Linked DNA regions of Mus musculus: regions 1, 2 and 4 are each linked to region 3. Evidence: chromatin contacts called from public HiChIP or PLAC-seq, Micro-C and promoter capture Hi-C data. All regions are on one chromosome and are shown on one strand. The core of a region is the stretch at or near the end of the contact, and the rest is flanking DNA. Distances in the headings are between cores, read along the strand shown. Region 1 holds the start of Dtymk (deoxythymidylate kinase). Region 2 holds the start of Bok (BCL2-related ovarian killer). Region 3 holds the start of Kif1a (kinesin family member 1A). Region 4 has its middle 17 kb from the start of Bok.

Region 1 (3,538 bases), core at 658-3,157, 700 kb after region 3:
AAAAAAAAACTTTTAATAAAACAAAACAAGCCGGGTGTGGTGGTGCACGCCTTTAATCCCAGGCAGAGGCAGGCAGATTTCTGAGTTCAAAGTCAGCCTGGTCTACAAAGTGAGTTCTAGGACAGCCAGGGCTATACAGAGAAACCCTGTCTCGAAAAAACAAAAACAAACAAAACAAAACAAACCTTGCCTCAGCAGTTAAAAGCACTTACTGCTCTTGCCAAGGACCCAGGTTTGGTTCCCAGAACTCACATGACAGCTTACAACTCTCAGTAACTCTAGTTACAGGAGTTGTCTTCCTTGGGCAGCAGGTATGCATGAGGTGCACATACAGGTAGCCATTTATATTACACAAAAACGAATACATATTTTTTATGAGGCCAGCCTGGTCTATAAGGCAAGTTCCAGGATAGTCAGGACTGTTATGTAGGGAAACCTAGTATCAAAAAAACAAAACCAAAAACCAAATCAAAAAAAAAACCTTTTAATAAAACAAAACAAGCCGGATGTGGTTAAATACGATGGTCAAATACGACGATGTTTTATCTCAAATACGGCGATTTTTTATCTCAAATACGACGATTTTTTATCTCAAATACGTCGATTTTTTTATCTCAAATACGGCGTCGAATGGTAGGGTAGAGGAAACCTCCCAAGCTGGCCTCTGGTCTCGACGTGCGGGTGTTTGCACACATGCCACACACAGGTGCTCGCACCCTTGCCACACACAAAAGTGTGCATGTTACAACCGGGGAGCAACGACGCAGGTCTTTACACTTGTTCCCAGCGGTTTGCAGAGAAGAGCAGGTGCACGGAGTGATCCTCTAGTTCCGTTTTCTTTTCCAAGTAGGAATTCAGAAGCTTGCCGATTTCCGTTGATCTTTCTAGAAAGACAAAGATACACTCGACTGAAGTCAGACTCTTCACCTGAAGTCTACAGGGGTTTGCACTTAAGTTCTCTCCTTGCACCTACACCTAACTTTCAACCTCCAGACAGCTTTGGACCATCTCTGAAGCCAAAGAAGTCTCCCCGAGAAAAGGAAGTAATGTACGTGCAAGTCTTGATTTCAAAAGTACTTGTAAGACTTTTGACTGGTTGGTTTGAAAATTAAAATATCCTGCAAAGTGGTTGTTCCAATTCCCAACCTACTTAATTTGTAGGATCAGGGGTTGGTGTCCAGTGTACAGGGCGCAAGGCCAAAAGTCAACCTTATGTTCCCTTTTCAGTACTTTTCCACCTTGTGTTTTCAGAGAGGAGCTTCTACCTGAAGCTCAGTTTTGGCTGAACTGGCTGGCTCACAAGTCCCAGGAACGAGTCCGTCTCACCTCTCCAGCGGTTGGATAAGCAACCGTACTAGGTTTTTTTTTTTTTTAACCTGGGAAACTAAACCCAGGCTCTCATTTCAGCCTGTATTTTATTAACTAAGCCATCTCCACCAGCCGGGCCCTCCCAAATCAATGACCAATGAAGAAAATGTCTTCCAGGCTTGTCTGCTGGCCAATCTGGTGGGGCCAGTTTTCTCAATTGAGGTAGCTTGAGTCAAACTGACATAGACTAGCCAGCACACGCATGCACAATAATAAATAAATAGATGTTCTAAAAGCTTTTAAAGATACTAAGACTACAACCCAAAGAGAGAGTGAGGGAATTCTCCAGGCCCACCCGCGCACCGGGGAAACGCAGCAGCTCCGCTCTGTGGCCCGAGGCGCACAGCGCGGTCACCAGCTTGAGGCCCTGCGTGGTCTTGCCAGCACGGTCCACACCCTCCAGCACGATGAGCGCTCCCCGACGCGACGCCATCGCCCGCACAGCACCGGTCAACTTGCCAGGTTCCCGCCAATGTTAGATGCAGCAGAAGCCCGGCGTGCACGGAAGCCCTGCCCTCTTCCGGTTGGAAAACGAATTCTGTGGCCTGCGGGGAACAGCTTCCGGACGTGACGTAATCTAGGCCCGGGAGTCTGCAGTTTAGCGAGCGCCAACTCGCGGAACTTCCGTTCGCCGCTCCCGAAGAGCACCAATCTTAAGGACTGTGGTTGCGCAGGCTCTGGTCACGTGGAAGTTCGAGACCTGTAACGGAATCAAATTTTTATGCCCCTAAGCGCGCTACTGAAGGGTTCTAAAAGTTTCTTATCACACACACACCTGCGCGCGTACAGGAGCCATGTGATGATCAGGCTCTGAAAGGAGTTAAGGATAGGAACATCGACCCCCAAGATGTACTTTCTGCAGCATTTTCGAACCGCTCAGGAATTTTCCTTGTCGTTTTAGTGTAAGTTGGTGGAAGGAAATGGGTTTATTTGCAGCGTGGGCAGAATTGAAACCACCCCCCCCCCTTTTAAATTCCTTTCCCCCTAGCAGTGTTTTTACAGACAAAATAAAGTCAGGGAAAATACATGAGCAGGAGGCGGGCAAATCTCTGTGAGTCTGAGGCCACTTACATAGTTTCAGGCCAGCCAGGGATACATTGTGAGACCCAGGCTCAAAAACCCAAACAACAGTACTCTAGAGGAAGAGAAAAAAGGATCCGCAGTCAAAGGCTGGGCTGGGTTATGTTTTGCCTAATGAACAAAGATTCCATACCCAGCACAGAATAAATTGGATATAGTGAGTGACATAGCCTATAAACCCAACATTTGGGAGGTAGATCAAGGTTTATGCAAACATTTGAACTAACACCCAAAGAAGTGACACAGATGCCAGACACATATGTAAAAATGTGCAACACAAACATATTGTTAGGAATCATGAATTAAGATAATTTCACCTCTTCGAGAATAGCCCAAATCTACAATTCTAACCCTTCATCATGCTGGTGAGGACGTGGAGCGAAGGAGACTGTCAGTGCAGAGGAGAAGGCAAAAACGGTGTGGAAGATAGCTTGGCTGTTTCTCAAGAAAGCACTCTACTTTTAACATGAAGTCAATATTTACCCAAATGGGTTGGAAACTATGTCTGCACACAAATGATTGTATCAGCTCTAGCCACATTTGCCTAAATATGGAAGCAGCTAAGATGTCCTCCAACACGCAAACTGATAAACTGGTAATTACACAGTGAAATAATTTTGAAGTAAAAAGTGAATTATCAGTTACTTACTAGGACATGGAGGAACCTGAACTGTATAATGATAAATGCAGCCAGTCTGAAAAGACTGTGTACTGTAAAATGCAACTACATGGCATGTTAGCAAAGCAATACTACAGAGACTCTAAAACGTTTATTGGTTACAAGTATGCGTGTGTGTGTGTGCGCGCGCTATTGTAATAGACCAAAAGAATTAAAGGCAGTGAAAAATATTCTTCAGGATGCTATAAGGGGGATACTTAATACTTCTCAGAAATATTAGAGCCCACCAAGAGTGGACTCTGGTAAACCCTGGATTTTAGTTATATTGTTTCATTAACTGTAACAGAGTTGCCGTAGGAATGTAAAATGTATTTTTGCAGGCATCGAGGGGTGCGTGGCTTCTTCACGAAGTGCGAGTCAAAGCAACCGAGGTCCAGCGTGGGCACGCCCCCCTCGGGACCAGACAGCCAC
Region 2 (3,293 bases), core at 212-2,711, 580 kb after region 3:
GCACTGGGACTTGTATGTGGTGATGCTGGGTTTTAACCTGGGCTTGTACTGTTTTTGTGACTGTTCACTTGAAAATATTTCCATGGTAGGACTGGAGAGGTGGCTCAGCGGTTACAAGCACTGACTGCTCTTCCGGAAGTACTGAGTTCAATTCCCAACAACCACATGGTGGCTCACAACCACTTATAACTGTAGTCCTGTGAGATCCAATGCTTTCTTCTTGTGTGCAGACATACATCCAGATAAAACACCCATCTACATAAAACACATAAATAAACCTTTTAACATTTTCATTGTGATTTATTATTTATTGCCTCATTATAAGTACGCTGTTTCATTTCCAAGCATTTGGAGACTTCCACTGGTTTTTCTGCAATTTAGCTTTAATTCAGAGAGTAATTACTGTATGATTTTGGTTCTTTGAAATTTGTTGACACTTGTTTATGGTTTCAGGTGTAGTCTATTTTGGTGTGCGTGTGTAGAATATGCATTTTATAGCTCTAAGTGAAGTGTTTTACTTACACAAACTAGGTCGAGTTAGCAAATCCCATTGTTGAGATTTTGCAGTTGGGTCCAAAGATGAAGGAGAAGACCAGAGTCTAGTAGATGATGTTGACTTTCTTGGAAATCGGTATGGAAAAAGGGAGCTCGGATTCACTGCCACACTGTTCACAACGATGTCTGTGATCCAGCATAGGTCTAAGTATGAATCCTAAAGTAACTAAGCTTCTGAAGACCGCTGTAGTCTAGTACTCCGGAGCCAGGGGCTGGGTGATTCCTGCAGGTTGGACCAGCTGGTCAACACAGAGCTCCAGACAAGCCTCTCTCTCTTTGTGAGTCTCTCTGTCTCTGCCTCTCTCTGTGTCTCTGTCTCTCTCCCTCCCTCCCCTTTTTCTGTCAAAGGGAAATACCCTAATGAGAGATAACTAACTACAAAAGATTATATATTGGATTGGATATAAATAAGTCCAGCTCATTAAAAGCAAAGCTAGACTTGAGTGGGAATGGATGGGTATTTGTAGTATCTTCAACCATGTACATACCCAAGTCTTCACCACACTCCAAAGGCTCTATTAAGCCAAGAATGCAGAATCTATTTTTAAATATTTACTTATTGTTATTTTTGTTTTGTGTATGAATGTTTGCCTGCCTCCATGTCTGTGAATCCCCGTGCATGCCTGGTGTCCTTGGAGATCAGAAGAGGGCATCAGATCTCCTACAACTTCAAGAATCCAGGATCTTTAAGGAGCCTCTATAAGACAATAAGGAAATATAAGTCAGCTCATTTTAAAATGGAACTTGGTGCGCCCCAGTGGGTTGGTGTCAGAGCTGGATGTTCTTCGCGCTGCCTGCCGGGACAGCTCCAGTCTGGCGGCGTTCCCGGGCGCATCCCGAGAACTTGTGCTGGCCTTTCTTAAACCAGGGAGGCGTTGGGCAGAGCTGGGCTGCGGCTCCGCCCCCGGGGGTTGCCGTTTCCTTAGAAGGCGAAGCCCTAAGCCTGGCTTCTCGCCCGCGGGGAGACCGCGGTACGCCTCCCGCACCCCTCGGGACCAGGACTTCTGCGAGCGCGCGGGAAGACCGGCGGAGCCTGTGCTTCAGCTCGGGTGTGGACGGGGCGGGCGCTGGGGCGGGGCGCGCGCTCGCGGGTTTGAATGGAAGGGTCTAGACCGCCGGAGACGGCAGCGAGCGGGTCCTGAAACCAGAACTCCACCGCCGCCCCGCGCGCCATGAGGCGGGAGAGGTGAGTCGGGCGGGCGTGGCGTCGGTGCCCTGGATGTAGCACCATGGGAACAGCGACACCGGGGACAAACACGGGCTCTGCGAGGTGCGCAGGTGCGTGGTCTCCGAGCCCGGGGACTGCCGCGCAGTTTGGAGCCTTCCTTAGGACCCCACTCGTCGGCAGGGAGGAGCCCGCGGGGTCCTGCTTGTCGGCTGGTCGCAGCAGGCTACTCTGCATCCTCTTCTCCCCCAAATTGGTCCTGGAGCCTGGGCGCTGTGATTAAAGAACCTATCGCCACTTCCCTGCGGTGTTTCCAACCCCTGACCACCGCTGGGATCTGCGAGATTTAATTTAGAACCTAAAAAGAACCCGAGACTTTTAAAAGATTTGGGGTGCAAAACGAGAGGCTATCGGAAACCGGCCCTTTTTGAGGGCGGCGCACAGCCAACCTCCTGTGTTGTTTGAATCGCGCACGCGGTGGGGACCGCTGTGCCTCGGGCCGCGCTTCTGGGTCTCCTCCCGTGGCGGGAGTCCTTTCGCCACCTGGCTGGAGGCGGTCCGGTCTGAACTCAGTCTATTCGTAGGTGTGGCGCCTCTCGCCCGCGCTTCGGCCATGGAGGTGCTGCGGCGCTCTTCTGTCTTTGCAGCGGAGATCATGGACGCCTTTGATCGCTCGCCCACAGACAAGGAGCTGGTGGCCCAGGCTAAGGCACTAGGCCGGGAGTACGTGCACGCGCGGCTTTTGCGCGCCGGCCTCTCCTGGAGCGCTCCAGAGCGTGCCTCGCCTGCCCCTGGAGGACGCTTGGCAGAGGTGTGCACAGTGCTGCTGCGCTTGGGTGAGTGTGGGGCACCAGCAGGTACCATCCCAGGCCGCCCCTCTATAGCTGGTTGGATGGGCCTGCCCGCAGTGTTTCAGGGTTCCCGGTACAGCTGTTCTGCACAGACATTCCCTTCTTGTGACATGACCAGCCCTTCTGCGGTTGTGCCTCACCCTCCCGCTGGCGCTGAGAGAGGAGGCGTGCGTGGGAGCCCAAATCTGTCTGGAATGGAGAGGGTGCAAGGATAGGCCACCCAGGCTGGCGCTGCTCTTTGTCCCCAGGCTTGTCTGCTTGCAGGCTCCTTTGTCAACCTCCCCCCTCCTGGTTCCTGCTTAGTCCAGATCACAGACACTCTTGCCATAAAACACAGAAAGCTCTGGAGGAGCAGTATTTTAGCAGCTAAACTTTATTGTGACCCTTGTACTCTGCTGGACTAAAAAATCCTTTGTGGTACCACGTGTCCCAATGTTTGTTTTGGAAAATAGGCCTTTCAGTTATTGGCCGAGGTCCGACACCCTCTGCAGTTTCCCTTGATGGGAAGGCCCCCCAGGGCCTTCTTGAAGAATATCTGGGACACTTGTTTCTGGGGGTCACACATAGCTAGCTAGCTCAGCAGCTTTCTTTAGCTCCTCTAAGGCCTGGATATGTGATGGGGAAGAACCCTTGATCCTGGACGGTTCACATTAGCATAGCCAGGTTGGGGCTTGGGTCTGTAAGGTACTGCGAAGTGATAGCAGAGACAAATAAATGGGGGA
Region 3 (3,071 bases), core at 234-2,733:
TAGACAGAGGCGCTGGGCACGTTGCCCTGGCAGCCGCCTTCGGCCAGCTCGGAGTGACCGCGTCTTCAGCGAACTTGCGCTGAGGCTGCGGGTCCCCAAGATTGGACTAGCACTGGCAGCGACTCTCCGCACCTCCTCCACCAGCAGTCACTTGATCCAATCCGCTTGCCCTAGCAGGCCTTTAATCCCAGCAATGCGGTCCCCTCTTAGGAAGGCTAGCCACTGGGGGACGGGTCCTCTGGTCTCTGAGAGAGAAAAAATTCCCATTCCTGGGGACGTGGGCGCGCATCGGGTCCGCGCCCGGGCGACGTCGCGCCGGCGCCCAGCAGGCCCCATGACTTGGCAATCCCTCTGTCCCCTCCCCCTCCCGCTCCCGTTCCTGCGGCCCCCAGCAGCCTGCACCTCACTGCACCGCAGACCCACCCTCTCCCTTAGCCCCAATGTGGTCCCTGTCCCTTCGGGAGCAGAGGGCGGTGGCCTTCCCAAGGGAAGCAGCTGGGGAGAGGAGTGGCTTAATGAGGGAATGCGAGGGTCTTCACAGGCAATGTTCCTAGAGTCAACTGACGCCAGACTCCCCGAGACCTCTGTCATCCCAGACGACGCGTCTCCCAGCCCCCTCCCTCCAGCCTGGGACCACACCTGTTACTGGGGCACTGGCTTTGTAGCCGCCAGGCATGTCTGCTGGTGGTTCCTCCCACACTGTGTCTTTCTGGAAGGGAAATGGGGTCTCTGAAGGGAGGAGCATCGGGAGCACTAGGAGTGATGGGCAGCATTAAGCCAGTGCCTGGCCGTGGCTCCGCATCCCCCGCCCCGCCCGCCTGTTTTGCTGTCGGCTCCAGCATCTGCCCTCCCCCACCAGAGACCAGAGCGGCTGCCCCGCGTACTCTCCCTAGGGCCTGGATCAGCAGCCGTGCCCCGTCTCGACGCCCCTCAGCCTAGTCCTGGTCCCTACTTGGCATCTCTGCCTCCCCTCCCCCGCGGTTCTGTCGCATCCCTCTGGGTAGCTCCTCTGCAGTGGAGGGATACGGGGAAAGGAGGCTGTGCCCAGATCTGCTTGTTCCTCTAGCTGGCGACCTCCACCCACATGGGCCAAGTATCGCGCCTCAGCAAAAGAGTCTTTTCTGTGGCCCTGAAAAGCTTCGCAGGAAGCACTGACACCCCTGAATTCGCCCCTTTGTTCTTCTAAGAGGCGGGGGAAGGTCGGGGGAAGGGAAGCCGCAGCTCCAAGCCCGCGCTTCGGGCTGCGACAAGGACATTGGCGTTGGTCCGGAATCTCCCATCAGATGCACATTTAGTGCGGGTGCCCGATGCCAGGGACAGGTGCGGGATGATGAGCGCGGATGGCGACAGGCCGTGGGGGCAGTAGCCTTACCTCTCAGGCGTCACTGGGGATAGCCGTGCATGGGCACTGGCACCGGGGAGGGTCCCCGATCCTGGAACTGATGCTTCTTACTGCCTGCTCCTGGTGCTGTGACGATGGCACCGCGTGACGGGCTCCGCGCCCCCGACCCGGCCCTCCCCAAGCCCCTCCCGATGCGCTGGTTGGCTGAGCGCTGCGTCCGAGGCTCAGCCGCCAGCTGGTTTGTCGCACAGGGAGAGGGACGGGCAAAGCGGCACAGAAGAGACGAGGTTGGAGCGGGAGGGGGTTGGGGCAGGGCTGTGACATCACCAGTGAGAGGTGGGAGACGGACGCCCGTAATCGGGTGCAGCACCCCCTCGCTCAGCAGTGCCTATCACTCCCAAAGGAGAGGGACCCGGTGGCGCCCAGCTGAACCTGCCTGCAGACCCTGAGCCCTTCCTCATGCTGACTGCTTTCAATTGAAATCATAAAAACTGTAAAACATCCATCTGCAGGACCAAGAGACATCAACACAGGCTTATCGTGGGGGGTGGGGGGAAGGCTAGGATGGGGTTGAGGCGCATCTTTCACTGAAGAGGGGATTTTGGGGCGGGTTAGGGATTTAGACTCCAAGTGTTAACAGGTAGGTCTCAAAAATCTCATCTGGCTTTTGGGCCCTATCACCAGAGAAAAGTCAGAGCGTTGCAGAGAGCTCTGCTGACTGGGTGAAGCTACAGACGGCAGGCTAACCCGCACCTCTTTTCCTCACACATCCTTCCGTCAGGTGGAGATCTCCTCCTTGTCCCCCTCCCTGTTCCATGGGTCCTAGACCATCATCACACACGGTCACTCCAGCCTAAATCCTCAGGACTTCAACCCACACGCTTCCCTGGATCCTCGATGGCAAACCTCAGCCTTCACCAAGTCTCAGATTTTCCTTTTTCAGTGAGGGTTGGCTGGCAGCTGGGTGAATTACAGGGCCAACCACAGCCCGGGGCTGAGTAACTCAGCTAAGGCCTATGGTCAGCTCTCCCACCAGGACTCCCCGCACTGCGGTGGTGGGAGTGATGACATCACGTTACCATAAAACTAGGGTTTCAAGCTTCCTCTTCAAAAAGCTCCTGCCAGCAGCATCCTCTACCCCTGGCAGTTGCTGGGCACTTTAAATGGTTGTCCACTTAATCCACAGCAGCCTGAGTGAGGCGGGGGCCCAACCTCAGTTGGCAACTGTGTAGCAAGAGGCAGCAGCACTGGTAGGCAGCACAGGCCAGATCCCCATCTTCTGACTGAGACTACCCCCTTTCCCGCCCCACCCCTCCAAAGCCGGGGTGGGGGGAAGCTTCACCCCTTTCTGTTCCTCAATATCACCCGAATAAGAATACCTTCAAGGATGGCAGGAACAGAAAGGCACAGTGTTTATGACTCCATTTTCCGCTGCACTTGTTAATCCCGGCACAGCTTTTTCTAGACATTCCTCTCGTTTGGATATTTGAATTGCTAGCATGTGGAGGTATGTTCACTAATTTGGTCCATTGCTGTGACAAGAGCGACTAACAGAAAGAAAGAGTTTATTGTAGTGCATGGCTTGAAAAAGTATACTGTTCATTGCAGCGGGAAGGCTTGTTTCTGGGAGGATGAGTGAGTTAGCCAGAGCTTAAGGCAGTCAGTCACATCGTGTCCACAGTAGGGAAGCAGAGAGCAAGGAATGCTGGTCCCAGATCACTTCCTTTTT
Region 4 (3,203 bases), core at 274-2,773, 570 kb after region 3:
CAGACCTCACAGTTGTACCACTGGTCTCCTGTGCTGTTTCTCAGCCCCCAGGAGCTGGTCGAGGTTCTCAGTCCCCTAAGCCATAGCATCTTTAGAGATTTCTCTCCTGTAGCACACCTTCTGGGCACTTTTAGTTCACTGAACCTGGAGGCTGAGCTAGTATGGCACTGGATTGGAGAGAGGATTAGACCATGCCCCAGGAGAGGTTCGGGACTCAGCTACACTGCTGAGACTGGGCTCAAGAGCCATTTACTAAAATAGCGTAAAAAGTCAGTGCTCCCTGTGAGAAACTAAGATTGCTTACAGCCTTGCTCAGCTCAGCTCTGGGATCTAAGGGAGAACCAGGTCCAGAGTGAGTTTTCAGAATAAACTGATGGGCAGAGCCCAGGGAAAGGCAATGAGGGCCAAGGAGTTCAGTCATGACGGGTCTGAGTATGGGTCTCTGGTCAACTGGTAGACTAAGGACCCTAGGACAGCACTAGGTGAGCCAGTGGCAGGCTAGAGTAGTGGCCCTGTGTCCACCCACATTGTGACATCTCACTGTGTGGCCCATGTGCTGGGACAAAATTCTTCTGGTAATTCCTGCTGTAGCTGGGATTTGTAACAAGGGCAGCCTGGGTACGTCTGACTACTTCCTGACCATTTGGGGCCCAGTTGAATTATATGAGGATTGGAGAAGCCTGTGCTCCCAGGGAGATAATGAGAATGCTGGGGTAGAGCTCTGTGAGGACACCAAGAGAAGACAGCAGGCACCTGCCCTGTGTTTGGACTTCCTTCTCCTAGGCCAGGCGATTTCACTTCTAACCAGACAAGAGTCCCAGAAAAGACTTTCTGAATTACTTGTGTACTTGCATGCGTGTGCGTGGGTGCATGCCAGAGTGTGTGTGTGTAGACTGAGGAGCCAGCTCCCAAGAGCTCCCAATCACACAGCCATGTTCCTATTCCATCAGTGGGATCAAGGGCTCCCTCAGAACAATGACTGCAGAAGGGCTGCGCAGGAGAAAAGCCTGGGAATGACTGGAAATAGGTGGCATAATGCCGTTGTCACTGTCCTTGCGACCTCTCAGCAGGGAGGAAGAATGCCCCAGATGTGATAGTTTCCCTTTGGGTGTCAGGATAGAGCCCTATAGGACCACTTCGAGAGCAGAGCTGCTGGCTCCTCCCACCAACCCCAGCCCTCTACCTGGCTCCTCCCACCAACCCCGGCTCTCTACCTGGCTCCTCCTACCAGCACCACCCTCTACCTGGCTCCTCCTACCAGCTCACCCTCTACCGGGCTCCTGGGGTCTCTGCAGGTTACCCAGGCTTCCACTTCTCCACCTATTCACGTTGTGAAGGCCAGTTGTTTCTCTCTTTGTGTCTGTTTCCCCTCAGACTGGTAGAAATGTGACTGCTAACCCTTTATCTCTCCTGGGACTGAAAAGGGCAGCGAACTCGTGGTCTTTTCCAGATCAAAGAGTCCAGTGTCTGCAGCAGTGTAGAGTCCTGGCAGACAACCCCCTCCCCATCCATGATGCGTGCTTCCTTCCGCCTGGTTTATCAAACATCAAGGACAAGGTCAGACTGTCTAGGGAGAGTGAGCCAAGAATCCCAGTTGTGCGATGGAATTTCACACGGCCTGTAGAAATGGGAAGGCCAGAGGAACATAATGCGGATGTTACATTAAGTGTAAAGTCAGGTTTTGGAGCCTCAGGTGTTTGACATAAGCAAGAATCTTCTTTTGGATGTGAAATATGCCACAAGAGTCCTTATCATCATACAGCAGTTGCGGCTTTTAATTTTGTGTGCTTTTTAAACTTCCTAGTGGAGTGTACCCAGGATTTACTGTTATACTCGGGGGTGGAGGTGGGGTGAGAGGTGACTGCTGGCCTTGACTTTGAAATCTCAGAACAATTCTGTTTTAAAGTATATATTTTGCCGCGGGGTGTGAACTCTCAGAACCAGGAACAAACTAAAGAAAAGAATGTTTATCCACAGGGAAAAACTAAAGTCCCAACAGGAAGCATGGGCCACCAGTTTCCTGCCCCTGAGACTCACTGGAGCAGCGCAGACACACTGCAATATGTATCCAGCTCCCTAGAGGGAGATGAAACCTGGACCCCAGGTTCAACTTCTAAGGGACCTGGTGCTTCTCTGGGACAACTGGCCGCCTGGGGGCACAAGAGGACCCGTAGCCACCGAAGAGGTCCTCTTTGTCCCTGACAACCAGCACGCGGCTGGCAAGTGTACACTTCCTGCCGCTCTGAGGGAGCGGAGGAGTGGCCTCGGCACTAGAGGAAGAAAACACACACACACACACACACGTACACACTCCCTTTCCATCTCCAGACTTTAGTAATCTCGGCTCTCCGACTGTCACAAGGTGAGGAACATCGGAAGGGCGGGCTGTAGGGCAGTGTAGGGTGAAGGAGCTCTGGCATAGGACAGATTCTTGTGAGCGAGGGGCAGAGCCTAATGGAGCTCAGCCATTTGTAGGGGCAGATCTTGGTAGGGCCTGAACCCTATGGAAGGTGAACAACTCCCCACCCCAACCCAAGCAAGGATCTTTGTAAGGCAGATCCTCCAGGGGGAGGGGCTGTGGTCATGGGCGGGGGGTGGGGGGTGGTGGTGAGGAAAGTGGTGGGGAGGGACAAGTCACAGAGGCGGAGCCTCAGGCAAGGATATATACCAACTAGCATTGGGTTTGCAGATGAGGATTTTTTTTCCCCCAGTGAAGCCTGGATCCTGGATCCTGGTCCTGGTAGGTTGGCTTGGTCCAGGTTGCAAGTGGGAACTGAGGCAGATGTCCGTGTCCCCAGGACACAACATTTTATATATGAGCAGTTTACCTCTGAGGAGGGACACAAGAGCAACCCCAAAGTGCCCCAAAGCATCCCCTCTCCCCTGCGGAACAAGAGCTGTGACGCGTGTAGTGATGTGAGCACTCGTGCTCACAGTTAAATCACTCTGTCCATCTTCTAGGAGAGCTGTAACAAATTACCATAGACCTACTGGTGTAACACAAATTCCTTATTCTCTTATGTTCTGAGCATGGCAGTTGGACTGACGGTTGGGTATCATCAGACTCTCCCGAGATAGCAGTCTTTAGCCCTAGCTGGAAGGGACTGAAGGGTCTTTGGGAGGCTCAGCCTGGTGCCCTCTCTCTCTCTTTTCAGAACTACTCTGGTGTGGGTGGGCTTATCCCTACTTGGTTGTTGTCTTCC

What was found. Promoter capture Hi-C pulls out the DNA fragments that hold promoters and counts their contacts. Hi-C and Micro-C count contacts between places; a contact is called where the count stands out from the background. HiChIP or PLAC-seq counts read pairs in DNA pulled down with a chosen protein or histone mark.
Region 1: an H3K27ac HiChIP or PLAC-seq map of epiblast stem cells shows a contact between it and region 3. The contact joins the promoter of Dtymk here to the promoter of Kif1a in region 3. A contact is called at or near these places in 1 of 39 promoter capture datasets (second pharyngeal arch cranial neural crest), 1 of 484 Hi-C or Micro-C datasets (the N1E-115 cell line) and 2 of 115 datasets of contacts at active chromatin or transcription factors (astrocytes and epiblast stem cells).
Region 2: a promoter capture Hi-C map of second pharyngeal arch cranial neural crest shows a contact between it and region 3. The contact joins the promoter of Bok here to the promoter of Kif1a in region 3. A contact is called at or near these places in 8 of 39 promoter capture datasets (the 3T3-L1 cell line, the HPC-7 cell line, cranial neural crest and 5 more).
Region 4: a contact with region 3 is called in a Micro-C map of embryonic stem cells, with 2.4 times the contacts expected there. The contact joins the enhancer-like site here to the promoter of Kif1a in region 3. A contact is called at or near these places in 3 of 39 promoter capture datasets (embryonic stem cells, frontonasal cranial neural crest and hippocampal neurons), 1 of 484 Hi-C or Micro-C datasets (embryonic stem cells) and 1 of 115 datasets of contacts at active chromatin or transcription factors (embryonic stem cells).

The regions. Positions count from the first base shown.
Region 1 is chr1:93,800,027-93,803,564 of GRCm38.p6, forward strand. It overlaps Dtymk (deoxythymidylate kinase), which reads right to left and starts at 1,908. Exons shown (of 5, transcript NM_001105667.1): 1 at 1,672-1,908; 2 at 776-884. The coding sequence starts at 1,801.
Region 2 is chr1:93,684,114-93,687,406 of GRCm38.p6, forward strand. It overlaps Bok (BCL2-related ovarian killer), which reads left to right and starts at 1,462. Exons shown (of 5, transcript NM_016778.3): 1 at 1,462-1,741; 2 at 2,305-2,556. The coding sequence starts at 2,334.
Region 3 is chr1:93,100,391-93,103,461 of GRCm38.p6, forward strand. Kif1a (kinesin family member 1A) reads right to left here and starts at 1,484. Exons shown (of 49, transcript NM_001368847.1): 1 at 1,373-1,484.
Region 4 is chr1:93,666,723-93,669,925 of GRCm38.p6, forward strand. No RefSeq gene overlaps it. Among named protein-coding and RNA genes, the nearest start is that of Bok, 17 kb to the right of the region's middle. Within about 2 kb of position 1,524, at least 195 of the 459 cell types and tissues checked have an H3K27ac peak or open chromatin away from gene starts, as enhancers often do. A contact at or near this core is called in embryonic stem cells and hippocampal neurons, where this site is marked.